2 separate regions of the Mus musculus genome follow, and region 1 is linked to region 2. A link is a contact called in public Hi-C data. All regions are on one chromosome and are shown on one strand. Each heading gives the region's core, a stretch centred on a gene start, on an enhancer-like site or on the middle of the called end of the contact. The rest is flanking DNA. Distances are from core to core; before and after follow the strand shown. Region 1 overlaps Gm31718 (a long non-coding RNA gene). Region 2 has its middle 5.2 kb from the start of Gm45805.

Region 1 (5,955 bases), core at 3,033-5,532, 110 kb after region 2:
ACACACAAAAATACACACACATACATATACACAAATACACACACATACACATATACACACACACAAATACACACATGCATACACATATACACTTATACTCACACACACATACTCATATACTCACACATACACACACATGCATGGGCACACACACATACGCACACATACATACACAATTACACACATACTCATACATACACATACACATATGCATGCATACATGCACATACACACTTAAATTCAAACACACATACACATTCTCTCTCTCTCTCTCTCTGTCACACACACACACACGCACACACACAGGGAAGCTCAGGATGGGCTGCTGTGTTGAGTAATTTTATGTAAAGTTGACAAAAACTAGTCATTCATCTGAGAAGGAGGAACCCCAATTGAGAAATGCCTCTATAAGACTGGGCAGTAGGCAAGCCTATAGAATATTTTCTTAGTGAATGATGTTGGAGGGCCCTGCTGATTGTCCTGAGCTGGTGCTCCTGGGTTCTATAAGAAAGCAGCAGGCTAAGCCAGCCATGGGGAACAAGCCAATAAGTTACACGCCCCCATGGCCTCTGCATCAGCTCCTGTCTCCAGGTTCCTTCCCTGTTTAACTTCCTATTCTGACTTCCTTCAGTGATGGATGGGATGTGGAAACAAGCCAACTAAACCATTTCCTCCCTAACTTGCTTTTGGTCATGGTGCTTCATCATAGCCTCTGCCTTCTGGTTTCAGATCCTTAGACAGGCTGAATATTGACCCTGGCCACTCTGCTTCAAAGACCTCCTTCTAAGACCACACTAAGGATCAAGTGGAACGCACCATGCAGAAAACACAAGAGCTAGTTCCCTTCTGTGGAAGCAACAACAAATCACTCCTTTTTGGTGAAGGAGTTAAAGGCTCCTTTCTGGACCTCTCTGAATTGGAGCCAGACTGCGAGTGGCTAAAACAGATAAAATTTAATAGAGGTAACATCTCCAGCACCTGCCTGTAATCTCAACATTCACTCAGACAGGGGGATTGCATAAATGAGACCAGCGTAGGTTACACAGTGAGACCCTGGAAAAGAATACATAAGGAGTCACATGTTAGTTAATAGCATGTGATTTTGAGCCTGATATCTTCTGCTTGTGCCCTCCTGGAATGCTGCCCTGGGCCACTAGAAGGAAGCTGGACAGGAAACTGGTTGGACTGTGGAGAAGTGGGTGCCCTCAACCTTCCTGCCAACACCACTTTCCAACACAAATAGATCTGTCACCCAAAATCTCCACCTCAACACAGCCCCAAGTGAACACAGAGAGAACAAGATGGTAGCTAGAGTCTGAGCCTGAGACCCACAGGAAAAAGCCTCTTCCAGGCTAGGGTGCTGCTCAGTCCTCCCTAGCACTGCAGATAGATAGATAGATAGATAGATAGATAGATAGATAGATAGATAGATAGATATTTAGAGAGGTAGAGAGATAGATAATAGATAGAGAGATAGAGAAAGAGAGAGAGACAGAGAGATAGAGATATAGATGATAGTGATAGTGAGACAGAGAGACAGAAATAGAGTGAGACAGAGACAGATAGAGAGACAGACAAACAGATAGATGATAGATGGATGGATGGATGGATGGATGGATGGATGGATGGATAGATGATAGAAAATAGAAAGATGATAGATAGATGATAGAAGATTAATTGATTGATTGAGTGAGTGATAGGCAGATAGACATATAGATAGATGATGATGGATTGATAGGTAGGTAGGTAGATGATAGATAGATAGATAGATAGATAGATAGATAGATAGATAGATGATAGAAGATTAATTGATTGATTGAGTGAGTGATAGGCAGATAGACAGATAGATAGATGATGATAGATTGATAGGTAGGTAGGTAGATGATAGATAGATAGATAGATAGATAGATAGATAGATAGATAGATAGTGATGGAGAGATAGTGAGATATTCACTCCCTTTAAGCAATTGAGCTTCCCCCTAGCCGCACACACCGAGTAGTTCAGCTATTTAAAACTAAGCTTGAATGAGAATGGCTGGGGCAAGCTGGGAGAGCAGCAGTCCATCAATGAAAGAAGCAGTGTGTCCCAGCCTGGACTGCTCCCTCTCCTCTCCCTGTTCCACCTTTGTAGTCGTCGCAAATCCTGCCCTTTACCAGGGCTGCAGCACACTCTCCACAGTGTCTCTCTCTAACCATCTTCTCTGCTCTTTCTCTAACCCACTGCCTTTCCCCTTGACAGAGCCGGAAGGATTTGTTTTCAGATACTTCCCGAAGTTTACTCTCTGACTCGCATTCGCAAAGTAAGGAATTAGAATATAAGATATAAAAGCCAAGAGAGAAAAAAGAAACAGGAAAAGTCGGGGTGCAGAAGACCACAGGGGATGAGGTGTTCCAAGAAGGTCCTGGGGACAGCAGCTGTGAGTGCGTAGGTGGTAGAGCCTCTCCTGGAGTACCCCAGGAGCATGTGGAGGCCCATAAGCTGAGACATGATAAGCAAGGGGGCACATAGATTAAAATGAACTATGAGGGACATCGAGGGTAGGGAGAAATGTGGCAGAAACACAGAGCCCTTTATAAACCTATGTGAGGAAATGTGTGTTGCCTAGGACTATAGAGCCATTGAGATTTATGAGCAGCATCACAGGGTCTGATGCAAGTCTTTTAAAGTACCATGTTAGCTAACATGTTGAATATAGACTGGAGAATATTCTGGGATGGCACCTATAGCAATATATATCATCTCCAATAAGGAAATAAAGAATATATGTCATGGGGAATAGCAAAAAAAAAAAAACTTCATAGATACCCACTCCATAAATAGCAGGCAGGGGCAGATAAGAGGGCTGTAGAGGTGTTTGGCATCAAACCCTTATGACCTGAGTTCAATCCCCAGCAACCACATGGTGAAAGGAGAGAACCAATTCCCCCAAATAATTCTCTGACCTCCACATACAACATGGCAGGCGCACTTGCACATCCAAACAAAGGAATAAATGTAAATAATTAAAAGAAAGGTCTCTTACATTTTAAACCTTTAAACATGAGGTCAGGCAAGGTGGTGCACACTTGTAGTCTCAGCACTTGCCAATCAGAAGCAGAAGAATGCCAAGTCTAAACACAGCCTGACTACCTAACAAGGCACGACTTCACAACTCCAAGGGCTGGTCAGCGCTTGGGAGACAGAGGCAGGTGGATCTATGAGACCTCAAGGCCAGCCTGGTCTGCAGAACTAGTTCCAGGACAGCCAGGGCTATATAGTATAACCCTGTCTTAAAACAGACAGAAACAAACAGATCTAAGGGCGGGCTGGGGAGCTCCGGGTGTAGTTCAGTGGTGGCAAGTTTGGTTTTCCTGAGTGAGACTCCGATGAGGGGCAAGGGAGAGATCATAAATGGTCGTTAGGAAAACTCAGAAGCCGATGTAGAGAATTCAAGACAGTATTAAGAGTAAAAGGATGAAGCCATCCAGAAATAAGGACTGGGTTTTAAAAACAGAGCAAATCCAGAAGATCCAGACTTAAGATCAGCAGCGAGGATAAATGGGAACGCAACACCGCAAATGGCAGGAAGTAAGAGAACTGAAGGGGATCGGGGAGAAAGGGCCAAAAACAAATGATGGGCAGATGGGAGCCAAGAGTCCCCCCTCCCCCGAAACTGAAAACTGAAGCAAAGAGCAGAACAAAGTTAAAATCAAGCCACTCAGGAAAACCTTTCTGGAGAAATGTCACAAATGTACGAAAGTGCAGGCAGAAAGTAAAAATAAACACGCTGGAATGGTTTCTGGTAAAAATTTTTAGATTTCAGAGGAAAGTACGAAGCCGCCTGCATATGCAACGATGTTTGTAGGACAGATCTGGGCTAGAAATTTATAATTAGAAAAGATCCGGGGAGGCAGAAACAGGTGGATCCCTGGGAGACGGGCCAGCCCAGACTGGCCTACTTGATGGGTTCTGGGACAGTGAGAGACCCTATCTCAAAACACAAGGTGGATGGCTGAAAACTGACACATGAGGTTGACCTCTAACCTCCACATACGCCCCCAAACATATGTACATGTACATGCATATACACACACACACACATGAAGAATTCAGACGGGACATAGCAAGGAGGGCTGATATCTGTCACATATCTGGGCCTCAGCCGGGAAGTCTCAAAAGCTGGGGTAACTCCATAGCTGAGGTTTGGAGTCAACTAGATGCCTGACCTCTCAGGCATCTGGAGCCAGGACTCAGCTGACTCAGAGACCCAGCCTGCTGACCAGAGGCCTCACGTGTCTTCTCCATGTGGCTCAGCTTCCTCCCAGCACGGCCACCACACAGTGGTCAAACTTCCCTAGTGACAGAGACCAGAAGCATAGGACACAAAACTCAAAACAGAAGCCATATAGCCTCATGAGGCCCCCTGTTTCAGATATCACATAATGTCACAGTCCCCTTACTTACTGGTCAAAGTCATCTCCCATGCATGAGAAGGAGGGACAGAGACCTCATCTATTAGTGAGAGAAGAAGCAGAGCTTTGAGGGTATGTCCTGTAAATCACCAGGGACATATTCCCAGGGTTGTGGTGTTCTTGCATGTCCTGCCTGATACAGTATTGCTTACCTCCTTCATGGCACACTGCTGGTCTGTGAATGTCATGCACTCACAGCCTCCCGCTTCCCTGTAGGGGTCTCGGGGTTCTCAGTTGCTGGGGTGGACATGGAGTCTTTAGTGGGTATGATAATGGCTACTCTCTATTGCCAAATTGATGGGAGTTTTGAATTGCTTCTGAGTGTGCCTTTGAGGGCATTTCCAGAGAGGCTTCACTCAGAAGGGAAGACCCACCCTGAATGAGGGGTGGTCACCATCCCATGGGACAGGACCCCAGATGAATAAAAACAGGAAGGAGACGGAAAGCTGAGCCACAGTATTCTCTCTCTGACTCCAGACTGTGGGTGCCGAGTGAAGAGCTCCCTTCGTCACACTGTGTCCTGCCCACCACGAAGAACTGCACCTTCAAAATAGCCCTGCCAGTTGGTCTTGTCAGGTGTTTTGCCACAGCAACGGGAAAAGTAGCCAAGACAGTTTCTAAACCTGTCAGCGACCCTTCTACCGTGATGGATGGCCCACCCCTGTCTTGCAGCCTGGTTCCTGTTAAATCCCCATAGCTCTTGTCAGGACTCTTAAAAGGAACAAATGTATATTTCTGAATATTGAAAAACACAAAGGCACAAATGTTGAGTTATTAAACAAGTTCACAGTAGCTTCCTCCTCACAATGCTGCTTGATTGAAAATAATTGGGCAAAGAAAATGAATTCCAGACCAAACTGAGTAGTTGTTTTCCTATACAGAAAGAAATTTTTCTCCTCCCACCATCAAAACCCCTAAAAATGCCACTAAGACCGTTAACTAATACCCACTTGGGACAGGAATCATATGACTTTAATCTACAGACTCACACCTTTGGCCTGAGCTGGCTAGACACAGAGGGTGACAAGCTCCTAAGGACTGATAGTCCAACTCTAGAGGTTCTACGGGTCACTGACAACAAGAATTTCTCTTGGATCAACCCTGAGACTGGGCATGAAATTATACGAGAGAGAGAGAGAGAGAGAGAGAGAGAGAGAGAGAGAGAGAAGAAAAGAAAGAAAAAGAAACATAGAGGCAAACCCACATCCCAGAGGGAGGCCAAACCAAGCTAATCAAAGCAAAAGAAAGTCCAGACCCAAACCCAGATCCCACCCACAGGCTCAAATGTGATTCTGGCTGTCTGAAAGCAGTTCTCAGACAGAACCTCAGGCGATGAATCAGTTTCCTCAGACACTGAGGGGGGATAAAGCCACTGCTGCGGAGCCGGAGTGCTGGTCGAGGAGAAGCTGTGAGAATCCAGCAGAGTGGGGTGGGAGTAGGGGGTGGTGCACACAGTGAGAAAAGCCACGGTGAATCCCCAGTCTAGACAGTGAGCCCAGAATG
Region 2 (6,349 bases), core at 2,119-4,618:
GGGAAATAGGCAGAGTCACCAGGAAGAAAAACATCTTTCTCAGGCATGTCACGCACGCGCGCGTGCACGTACACACACACACAAACATGCACACACAGTAGTTTTGGTGTCACCGTGGTATCTAAATGTTAGCATCCAGCAGGCAGCTAGAAAATCACCCCTGTGGAACTTCTGACAGGACCAGAATCTGGTATCAGGTATTGCAAGGGAAAGCCGCTCAGTGGTGGGGTCTGGAGAGACAGCTCAGAATGTAAATGCTCAGGGGGCAAGCTTGAGAACTTGAGTCCTGATCTCCTGCAGTCAGGTGCAGGGAACACGTGTCTGCTATCCTGGAAGTGGAAGAAAGAGGCAGGAGGATCTCCATGACTCCGTGGCCAGCCAATGGCAAGTTCCAAATGCACTATAATCAAAAGAATCTGCCAACACTGAGAAGATGTCTTAAAAACAAACAGTATTAGTCTGAAGCTATCTGATTTATTATTTTTTTCTAAAGACTAACCTAACCTTAAATGATAAAGGATCCCATCCACTAACATCTTTTCTATTACCCAAACGTATATTGAAAGGGTAGTTCATCGACCCAATCATTGTCTTAATCCAGCAGGCAAAAAAAGAGTGTAGACACAGCAGTAAGTTAGTTGGTTAGGGTGTGAGTACCATTTATAGGACAAACCGTTCTGAGCCGCAGAATAGCCCTGTAGTGTCAAAGCTGAAACAGAGACCTCTCCCTTCCATTTCTGTGATTGTGTGAGAAGTAATGAAAACAGATGATGAGTTAAGGCAAAGTGGGAGAGACAGACAGTCAGTCAGTCAGTCAGACAGACAGGCACTGTGAGAGTCTCCAAGTTACACTTAGTGTCAAGATCCAACCTGCTGGGGCTTTACAAACAGAAAGTGGAGATGTCCCAGTGAATTTAAATGGAACTAAATAAGAATTTTATAAGGAAACTAATTGGAGATGCTGGTAGGAAAAACCCTATGGTGGTGGCAGAAGCTGGCTAACCCAGTCAGCTCCCATCTGGGCCCAGAACCCGTGCTTTGATTCAGTTCACCCCATCTACAAGCTGCTGGAGCTCACGAAGAGGCTGGTCCTGCAAACCCTGAGCTGCAAGATCAGCATGACTGACAATAGCAGTATATCCTAGACAAGTCTTGGCGGCAATGGTCCAGTATTTATGGTGCTTCAGAGACCTTGAGCCAGACCAAGGACTCACTGCAGTGAATGTTTGCATGTGAAGCTGTCTGGAAAAAAAAAAAAAATGCTGTGCGACACACATCAGTTTCCAATGCCACTATGACAAAAGGCTGTTCAATGAAGAGACAGGAAAGAGAGAGGAGCAGGCCAGTGAATGACAGACAGTAATGGAAGGAGAGACACTGGGGGTGGGGTGGGGGAGGGGAGTGATGGGGGGAGGGGGAGAGATGCCTGCCTGGGATCTGGGAACATGGTGTTGCTGAGTAGGGTTGACTGGGTGGGTTGTAGCAGCCTGGATCTTGCACATTTAGCCCTCGAAAAATCTGCCCAGCCATGATTGCCCGGGTTCTGAGCAATGACGGGATGTCAAGATGAAGACTGGACCATTTTTTTGAATTAGACCTCCTCAAAAGACGTCTATGGCTCATGTTGCCCTGGAGGCCACTTTGGTATCCTTAGTCTGCTACCCCAGGCTGTGTTAAAATCCTAGGTTCATGTGGATATCCTTTACTGATATCCCTGGCCTGAGGTGCCACTGAAGGCCAGGATATCCTTGGTCTGGGCCCCTATCTGAGGCCATGCTGTCTGTTGGGTTGTGCTACTGACAGGAGCCATATTGATCTGAGTGGCCTGTGCCTAAAGCCAGGGTGATGTCTAGGTCCCCGTTACCTACAAGGGCCATGTCTGGTTCCCAAGTTCCATTACAGTCTGGGACCGTGGTGATGCCCATGGCTGATATTACAACTTGGGGCTACATGGATGGATGTTCAGGGTCTGTGCTGCCACAGAGAGCCCTGTGTGGGTCTGTTGTCCCACTGCAGCAGAGGGCTGTGTTGATGCACAGCGACTGGAGATCATGCTAAGAGGTCTGTGGCACGTGCTGTCTCCAGAAACCATGTCTAAGTCCATGATCCATGCTCCCGCTGGCTGTGAAGGACAAGGAAGCCACTTTTGCCTTGGTATTAATGACTGCAGACCCACAATTGAGAAAGAGAGACATAGAAGGTTTCTGGCAACCCTTACCCCACCCCATCCACAAAAGTAACAGCCTGGACAGAAAGCCACCAAAGAGGACTCTTAAAATATTTGATAAGGATGCTGAGGTATAGCTAGCCACAGATGATGGCTTCTGGCTGGGGTGTAGACGCAGAAGGACTCAATTTTCTTTAAGGGGCTGGCCACTAGGAATGTGACCACCATGCTCCAGTGAGTATTTGGGCGATACAAATTGAACTTGGTTTTTTGGTTTGTTTCCTCCTCTTCCTCCCTCTCCTCCTCCTCCTCTTCTCCTTCTCCTTTTCTTCCTTCCTTCCTTCCTTTCTTTCTTTCTTTTTTTTGGGGGGAGGGGGGTAGGGAGTAGGTCACAAGTCAGGGTGGGAGGACCTGGGATGATTGGAAAGAGAGTGTTCATGATGTGAAATACCCAAATAATCCATAAAAATATTATGAAAAATTAAACTGTTCGATGAGGGGCAGAGCATAGTTTTATAAGAGGAAGGGCCTGGGTCTGAGTCTCAGAGCCCATGAGAAGCTGGGGATGACCACATTGGTGTTTGCAATTCCAGCACTGGGGAGCTGGAAAGGGGGAGATTCCTGACGGTCTTGGCAATCAGATGAGTTACAGGCCACTGAGGGACTCTGTCTCTAAAAGCCAAGTGAAAGTACCTTTGGAACAACACTCGAGGTGAACACGTGGTCTTCATATGCATGCACACATATGAGCACACACACACACAAGTCACCTACAGGTAATATGAAGTCCACTTTGCACATGTGAGTAGGACATTTTCTTTGAAGTCTATCAACATAAATTTCCCCAGTGGGCCCAGGGTATCCTTTCTCAGACAGGACAGGAGAATGGTGTTGCAGGCTGGAGGGAAATGTTCAGAAAACCATCTTCAAATCAGCTTCGAGTGAGCATGCCTGAGTATTCTCCTTCTTCCTCTGATTGTTCCTCACTCTCATCCATATGGTGACAGCCTCTGACCATCCCTCTCCCGCTAGAACCAGCTGTGGTTCTCAGAGGTGGAGGAGATGCACGCAATTGTCTCTGAGGGCCACATGCCCTCTCCCTTCCTCCTGGTTCTCCTTAGCCTCTTAGTGAGCAATGATGTTCCTGCCCAGCACTGCTCTCCCCACCCCCTCAGTGCAGAGATGCACATTTCGGGGAAATAAAAAGGAGAACAAACCTCTCTCCTTTGCTTCCCAGGAGAGGAGGCTGACCACAGAGGCAGACTTGTTGGCCGATGCCCAATGCTCCAGATGAACCATTCGGCGAACGTCCACTTCCAGGAAACTGAACCCACAAAACAAGAATCACACTGCAGACATGCTAGGCAAGCAATGGGCTGTGAGCACAATGAAGAGAAATCGGACAATGGTGGCCATGCAGATCCCTGACTGCTGCTGCAGGGAAAGACCTGACAATTGCTTTCTCCACACAGGGTCTGAACTTTCTAAGTCAAGACCTTGGTAGTCAGCTAGGAGCTGGACTTACGGGGAAGGGAGGACATTTCTCCAGGTGTGACAGATGTTGGATATGCTGGCACATCTCTAGGCAGGTACAGAAAAACAAATCAGAAAGTAATTTTCCTTTTGCACCTATTGCTTATCCAACCTCTGGTTTGGGCAGACCTGACTAGAAATACACAACGCCCAGGGCCATGTTTGCAGGGTTGTCCATGTGGCTGATGAAATGTCCTTCTGAGGTAGCAGCTAGCTTCCTCCACAGTGATCCAAGCAAACAGAGTGGAAAACACCACCTATACATGACCAGGTCTCAGAGGTCACACAAGGTCATTTCCACAGTACCCTGTCAGGTTCCAGGGTCAGTCCTCCTCTGTGTGGGAGGGGATTCATGATCTGAGTACTAAGAAGCAAGACTTCTAGGATCAGCCCAGAGCCCTTCAGCTACCATGGAATGTGCCAGAAGGAAGACCTTTGACCAGCTGGCAGTTATCCCACAGGGACCTTGCAGTCCCCACACTGCTCTGCCTCCTTATCTGTGGTCTTCCTGTGTTGTCAGTGTGCTCAGGAGAGGATGGGAGGCTCCTGGGTATCAAAGAATAATAGATCCAATGTTAACTTCTTCAAATAGACCAAATAACACCACAGAGGGCCAAGGTTGGCTGCAGCCCAACCTCTCTCCTTCCCTCTCCAAGGGCCCATTGAAATGTTGGAGCTTAGTTCAGACATGGTGGCTGACTATCAAATGGATGGAACAGCCTAGGATATAGAAATGCTGGGGACTTCACTAGAAACTCTTTCAACCTGGCTCCTGAGTCTGAGGAGCCCCTGGAGAATTGAAACAAATAGAAACAATGATAATAATTAGCTCAGGTGAAAATCTGCAGGAGCAGTCAACAGGTCCAACAACAAGGATGGATCAGAACCGGTGGGGAGACACATCACCCTCCAGTAGAGAAACAGTCACTACCATGCCATCTGTCTTCATTCACAATTCTAATGTGATCTCAATATTAATATAAACTCATTTTAATCCACAGGCGAGGGCTGAGGAGGTTGCTCAGTGGATAAAGCACTTGTTGTGCAAGCACGAGGACCAGAGTTCAGATCCCCAGAACCCACGAAGAAGCCCAGTGGGCATGGCAACTCTTCTGTATTCCCAGATCATAGGAAGCAGAGGCAGAGATATGTGATCCCCCAAAGAAACTGGGTAGCCAGATTAGATAAAACCTGAGCTCTGGGTTCAGCCAGAGTCCTCGCCTCAATAAATAAGGTAGAGAGCAATCAAGGAAGGCTCCTCATCCCACCCCCCCCCACACTCATATACACACATATACATACACACATACACTTACATGTACATACATACACACGCATGCATATACATACCCACATGCATATACACACACAAACACATACACTCACATACATACATATAAACATACATATACACATAAACACATACATTTACATATACACATTCACATGTACATACACACACATAAACATATACATGCACAAACATACATATACATGTATACACATACACACATACACACACATACACACACATGCCCAAATGCACATACATATATGTACACATACACTCATATACACACATACATACATATACACACATACACACACATACCCATATACATATACATACATACATACATACACACATACACCCACATACATATATATACACCCATTCAGGTCAATCATACTGAAAGAAGAGTAATACAAATTTAAGTTGTGATAAGTCTTGGGGGTGAGGAAAGAGGGCTGTGCATAACATATGACGCTCCCCTCCTGGGTATCTAGAAACCTTATCTAAAGCATAAACACATGTACCCTTTGCCCTAATTATCCTGCTTCCTGGAATTTGTCCTTCAGTTGCAGCAGCAACATGGAGGAAGTGCCCAGGTTTACATTTTGCAGTAGCAAAAGATAGGCAGCAGAGCAAACACCTATGGATGTGTGATGGGTGAGGTCGATTTACTGAGTGGCCATAAATAAGATTCTCTAAGACTGTAAAGATGGCATCTTGATATGCCACACTGATCTGAAAGATGTCCGAGACCGGCAGCTCGGTGAACAGAGCAAAGTCCCAGTGTTCTTCACAGAACACTAACTGACGTCAGCCTAACACAGGTGATTTCACTGTGTCCTCTGAGCCATCTTCCATCATCCTAAGAGACTGAGTCTGTCCATTTCTGTCACAGAAAGTGAAGAGAAAGGAAAAGGTTTGTGTGCATGCACTTACTCACAGACAGACAGACAGACAGACGACACTATGAAACTAGAAAAGGAGCTAAGTTAAGGCTCTCTCTACCAGTTCCTCATGGTAGGTTTATCATTACCATTTAATCAGTACCAGTCCCTGGATCCTACAACTGACCATGGAGAAAGGAGGCTTAGATTGAGGAGGAGGACGAGGTAGACAGGAAGGCCCAGGACATCCAGAAGGATCTCTACACATGGCCTGACTTCTGCTCATTTGCAAGTCATGAGCTCAACAGAAGTACTCCTGTGCTTCAGCAAACAGAGCCCGTGCCCACTTCCAAATGACATCAGCCACTAGCAGGGACATTTATTCAAGCCAACCTCAATAGATAGCGGGACATTTATTCAAGCCAACCTCAATAGATAGCGGGACCTTGTGATTGCTGAGGAAAGAGAAGA

Evidence for each region. A called contact is a pair of places that touch in the nucleus more often than the background predicts.
Region 1: a Hi-C map of bone marrow-derived macrophages shows a contact between it and region 2, with 44 read pairs. The contact joins two enhancer-like sites. A contact is called at or near these places in 2 of 15 datasets of contacts at CTCF or cohesin (large pre-B cells and pro-B cells), 14 of 484 Hi-C or Micro-C datasets (CD4 T cells, CD8 T cells, the G1E-ER4 cell line and 7 more), 11 of 115 datasets of contacts at active chromatin or transcription factors (the 230-238 cell line, CD8 T cells, the HPC-7 cell line and 8 more) and 1 of 9 other capture datasets (embryonic stem cells).

What each region holds. Positions count from the first base shown.
Region 1 is chr8:126,868,484-126,874,438 of GRCm38.p6, forward strand. The region is part of intron 1 of Gm31718 (a long non-coding RNA gene); the gene reads right to left. Among named protein-coding and RNA genes, the nearest start is that of A630001O12Rik, 22 kb to the left of the region's middle. Within about 2 kb of position 4,283, at least 42 of the 459 cell types and tissues checked have an H3K27ac peak or open chromatin away from gene starts, as enhancers often do. A contact at or near this core is called in bone marrow-derived macrophages, cerebral cortex and microglia, where this site is marked.
Region 2 is chr8:126,760,398-126,766,746 of GRCm38.p6, forward strand. No RefSeq gene overlaps it. Among named protein-coding and RNA genes, the nearest start is that of Gm45805, 5.2 kb to the left of the region's middle. Within about 2 kb of position 3,369, at least 60 of the 459 cell types and tissues checked have an H3K27ac peak or open chromatin away from gene starts, as enhancers often do. A contact at or near this core is called in bone marrow-derived macrophages, cerebral cortex and microglia, where this site is marked.